Linked DNA regions of Gossypium hirsutum: region 2 is linked to region 1. The links are chromatin contacts, called in public Hi-C maps. All regions are on one chromosome and are shown on one strand. The core of a region is the stretch at or near the end of the contact, and the rest is flanking DNA. Distances in the headings are between cores, read along the strand shown.

What was found. Hi-C and Micro-C count contacts between places; a contact is called where the count stands out from the background.
Region 2: a contact with region 1 is called in a Hi-C map of leaf, with 2.9 times the contacts expected there. The contact joins the promoter of LOC107914825 here to the promoter of LOC107914817 in region 1. A contact is called at or near these places in 2 of 34 Hi-C or Micro-C datasets (both in leaf).

Annotation. Positions count from the first base shown.
Region 1 is chrD10:28,344,444-28,347,229 of Gossypium_hirsutum_v2.1, reverse strand. LOC107914817 (succinate dehydrogenase subunit 3-1, mitochondrial) reads right to left here and starts at 1,409. Exons shown (of 3, transcript XM_016843852.2): 1 at 1,149-1,409; 2 at 1,008-1,040; 3 at 262-925. The coding sequence starts at 1,308. The coding sequence ends at 513.
Region 2 is chrD10:28,827,136-28,829,921 of Gossypium_hirsutum_v2.1, reverse strand. LOC107914825 (peroxiredoxin-2F, mitochondrial) reads left to right here and starts at 1,367. Exons shown (of 5, transcript XM_016843866.2): 1 at 1,367-1,760; 2 at 1,838-1,867; 3 at 2,556-2,714. The coding sequence starts at 1,554.

The DNA.
Region 1 (2,786 bases), core at 160-2,659:
ATCTCTAACAATAACAATTTAATAAATTATAATGTAACCTTCTCGATTTACTAATCGATCTTACATTTAAGTCAATCCTATCACAGTTCACAATCACTTTCTGAAAGAGTTCACACATTCAAAGCTTGGTGTTTGTTAACTATGGAGGATGCAGAATCAGATAAGCACAGTTTAAACTCCTAATGAAAGCTCATACGATTGAAAGGGGAACGGTTAATGGTTACAGCTCTCCCAATCAAAGATTTAGCAGAATCCATCGAATTAAACCACTAATTCAACACAGATCACTATATTGACAAGTTCAAAGATGCTTTTTGGCATTAACAAGGTTTTCTTTTTACTCATCACCAAGGTTCAATTTATTCCAAAAAAAAAAAACCATTAACACATTCTTTATTTTGCCAAACAAAGTCTTACCTCAACCCAGAATGGCCCAGACCAAACAAGAACTTACCAAGCCAGCAAATCAGTCGATTTGAAGCTGAATCACATCCTTTCCTCCTCACCGTTCTTCACCTCAGCTTTCCCGAAAAGTCCGCCAATAAATGACGAACCCCATAACACAGATGATAGGAAACGGCCAATGCAGCAATTGAGACGGTAACTGGGGCAAGCTTTGCTGAATAAAAGAAGAATTGGTAGAAATTCGAATAGGTGAAGCAAATTGAACCCATTTTCAGAGAAAGAAGATAAGAGAACAAAAGTGCAGTAGTTAGGAAAACCCCGGAGATCCTATTGGTAATTGAAAGAGTCGCAGAAAGTTGTGGCTTATAAATAGGAAGATGAGGAGATAACGGGCGAAGGTTTGATTCTTTGGCCTCGCTCCCAAGCCCTGGAATGTCACGGGATGTGGAGAGAAATCGATTCCCCTTGACTTGATCCATCATGTTCAGGCTCCTTGTTGGAGACAAAGGATCAAACATATCTGCAGGAATTTTTTTCTTGAGGGGGCAAAATGACTGAATCATAATTTTATAATTTCTGTAAGAACTAAAGTGAAAATTTACCTTTTTTGGCCCCCTGGCGCCGCCCCTGCAGATCTGCAGCATAGAAACCGGAAGGGCCAAAATCAGCATCAATTTTAGATAATCAAAAATTAAAAAGAAGCGAAAGAAGTCGAAATGAAAAACAGATGAGTGGACAAGTACCTGGGAAGAAACCGTCAGCACGACGGCGATCATCGTGGTCATCAGGCGTGGCGGCGTTGGTGTTAAAGAGTCTGGAGATGGATGGAACGATGGCGACGCGTAAGGAGCTAGGGAGGATGTTGGATGAGACGAGCCTCTTAAGAGCTAGAGAAGAAGCCATTGCTAAATAGAAGAGTCTCAAAATTGCTTAGCCTGCAAAAAAGAAACATGGAGTGAAACGGTGGGGTTATATAAGGGAAGGAGGAAGCTGCTCTGCAAGAAAACGTAAATAGATGTTATTGGGCTTAGGCCTATTTAGGTTCGGTTTTAGGGTTTGAGCCCATTTGGATTCGGCTTTGACATGATATACAAATTTTGGATCAATTATGTGGCAATCTAACAACTCCATAATTTATTTCAAATATTCATCATATCATTTCCTAAAGTAACCTTTGGAAATCTATGTACCTATAACTTTAGAAACCAATTATGTAGTGGTTATTCACCTCCTTCTTTAACTATCCATTCCTGCGAATAGAGCATATTTTATGATTAATCATTTATCTTTTTAGAGAATACCTAACATCTAAATGTAGTCATTATTTGTTGTTACTTTGTAGATCACTGAACTATTCACAAATTTTCATTTAAGTCATTGGGCTATTAAAATCGATTCTATATGGCTTTCTCTATTCGCACTATCGGTACCAATCGAAAGCTCTTTTTTCCTTTCTTTTCTATCGTTGAGTGTTTTTTCATAAAACAACTTTGAACTTCATAAATCTGCAAACCAAAATTCAAACAGTTTTTTCTTTGATCTCCTACACTGATCGCTAGATAGATTTTGATCTAAGTTATGTTCTTCTACTCGTCGATGGGTACAGATCCACCCTCTCGATCTTCGAATCATCGCTTGGAGCTTTATGGCAGAACTTTAAAAAAAAAACTTAATAGTCTAGTGACTTAAATAAAATATTTTTAATAGTTTAGTGACTTAAATGAAAACTTTCAAATAGTTTAGTGATCAAATTATAACCTTTTTTTAATTAAATAACCAAAACAAAAACTTTCTTATAACTAATGATATAATTTACCCTATTTTTTTCTCAGCAAATTTTTTACTTAAGTTTAAAGAGTTTATGGAAATGTAAATATATAGGAAAATGGCAACTCATCCATCTTCTTCATATTTGATTCATTAATCTATACACCAATTGTATGATTATTTATATATTTTATAAAATGGTTGATTAATGTGGAGTATGCCTCGTATTTCAACATAAATAGTGTGTGACGTCGCAACGAAGAGGAGTTCTTCGCTCCGATGACGTGACCATACTTCATCACGATGAAAAGAAAGCCATGTCGCAACGTGGCGACATGTTTCTCAATTTTCTCAGCTTTACTTCTTTCAGTTAAATATTGTTTTAGTTTTCCACTTAAACGCTGATTAGTGTAGATTATTTTAATACTATTAGCTTTTACAAGCTTTCAGAGAATTTTGTGTTTAAGTTTCAAGTGTTCTTTTTTTCGAGTTTCAGAGTTTAGTTTTTATCTCTATCTATGTACTCTTCGTTCTTGCCGATTTAGTAAATTTATCTTTGCCTATGATTTTTTATTCACGTAAAATATTTATATTGGATCTCTTCAATTTATTAA
Region 2 (2,786 bases), core at 118-2,617, 480 kb before region 1:
GTTTGATTTAAATTCTCAAGCTTTTTCCCGATAACAACCTTCTTCAAGCCAGTTTGAACTAGAATTGCCATCATCCGAACTTGCCACAGTTTGCAATTTGTCACACCATTGAACTTTTCAATTTCAAACCTTGTTGCTACAATATTTGAATTGGCTGATATATAAAAATTGAACTAACTCTGATACCACTTGTTTGGAATCGACCTGATTAAGCAACAAGAAAAAAATAGCGGAATAAATTGAGAAATTGAACACATAAATTTAACGTGGAAAAGCATCTCCAAAGAGGATAAAAAACCACGGGAAAAATAATTTTACTATAATGGCAAAAGAATGAAGAGTACAAAAGATGGAGATAAAAACTAAACCTCGAAAACCTAAAAACAAAGAACACTCAAAACATAAACACAAAATTCTCTAAATGTGTTATGAGTTCTAATCTCTAATGGGTGTATTTTCTAATGTTGTAAAAAAGCCTATTTACAGGCTAAATTCGTAAGTCAAATAATAATAAAATAATCTAGGCTAATCAAAGTTTAATTGAAACAAATAAACAGAATTTAACTAGAAGATTATTTCTTAAATTTGACTAAAATATGAGTCATAGTTAACAATATGATAGATGACACTAATAGGAAAAAAGATATATAATTTAATATTAAAGAAAGGTTTTTTTAATATATTAGGTTGACGCAAATAAAAAATGAATTTAATAATACATCCAAACACATCTTGATTTATTCTTATATTTGATTAATTATTAGTTAAGCTAATTGATATACTTAGTAATGTAAGGAGAAGAAAATCATTTTTAAAATTGAAGGCCCAACAATGTTCAATTACAAAAGTATAGTTGACAATCATGTTAATCAATTTGTACATGTTAAAAACAAATGAGCTGGAAGAATAAAATGAATTTTTTTATGTAATTAGCTTCCATTCTATCTTATTACTAAATAAAATAAAGATAATCATATCTTTTTATATTATCTTATTATTTTTAATAATATTACTTAAGAGTTTTGACATTTCTTTTTATGAAATAATATGTTTGAAGCTCTTTATCATATTATTCAGAAAATAAATGTAAATTATTTTAATATTTTAATTGATACATAGTATAAATTACTATTTCTGTAAATTTTAAATAATAGTATATTCATTCTAATTATCATTTTTTGAAAATTTAATTTGTCAATTATCATGTTTTAATCTCTTAATTATATTATTTATGAAAACTTTAAAATATAAATTAATTTAATAAATTTAATTATTAAATACAATAGTAAAGATAAAAAAAAAGTAGTTTAAAAAATGTATTAGACATTCCCAAATATCAATATATTTTAAAAAAAATCATTTTTCTGTAGACCAATAGTAAAGGACTAGTTTTTGCTGTGAATACCAAAACTTAGTCCAAAAATCGTTAAAGCCAGTCAGGCCCAGCACATTTGTTCCACCAGCAAGATTCCCAAAACCTGTGAAAGAAACAAGCGGAAGCAAAGCAGAGACTGAGACAAAGAATCACATACCAACAGCTGCATCCTAAGCCAATGGCGTCAACAATTCTTAGGCGAGCAACCTCATCCGTTATCAAGTCAAGTCTTCTAACGGAAGCGTCAAGGAGAAGCTATGCCTCTGTTGCTGTGGGGACTGACATCCTGTCTGCCGCATCCCAAGTTAGTCTCCAGAAAGCTCGAAGCTGGGATGAAGGCGTTACCTCCAATTTCTCCACTACTTCTGTCAATGATATCTTCAAGGTTTCGTTGTATAGTTTCTCTTTCAATATTATTTAATTCAGTATGTATTAATTTTGTTTTAGAAAATTTCATTTCAGGGCAAGAAAGTTGTCATCTTTGGACTACCTGTAAGTCTCTCTCCCCCCCCCTCCCAATTTGACTTGCTCTATATATGTGGAAATTGAGAGATGGAATTTGATTTTTTGAGATTGTGTTTGGAAAATCTGAGCTTAAATTTGTATATTAATGAATTCTGGAGGATTGCTCCGTATATGAGGTACTATATGCATGATTTAGATATCTATGATGTGATGATTCTCAGTTCTTATAATGCTGAAATTGGTAGTGGAGTAATTAGTTTATGTTAAGAGAATGGAACTTTTCAAAGCTTTTCCGATGTGGAAGATTTTACTAAATAGTTTAATAAAAAGCAATTTAGCAGTATCTAAAGAAGAATGTAGATGTATCCTTGCAATTGGTTCACTTGCTATGTTACCCGGAAGTGGGAGTGTCAGATACGAAAGTATGTGCCGAACACGAGTATACCCCAATTTTCTTTTTAAGTGTTTTCATATATTTGGATGATTGTAATCTGATATTTTTGCCCAAATATGTGTCTGGCATAGGCGTCCAAAACATAAAAGTCTAGGTAACATAGGGTGCATGATTTTCGTATTTCAAAGAACCTGGTTTAGGAAAGAAGAAGAACAAAATAAAGTGGAGTGTGGACCTATCAGTTTGCTATTTCTGATTTTATGGTTTAGAATGGAAATTTGATGAAACTTGGATTTACATTGTATTTGGGATTGTGTATAGGGAGCATACACAGGTGTTTGTTCACAACAGCATGTGCCTAGTTACAAGAAGAACATTGATAAGTTCAAGGCTAAAGGAATTGATTCAGTCATTTGTGTTGCTGTTAATGATCCTTATGTTATGAATGCCTGGGCAGACAAACTGCAAGCCAAAGATGTGGTAAGTCATTCCATGTTAATGATGTGTAGTGTTACTTGTGCATTGTACGAATTCTTTCTTATGCTGTCTTGT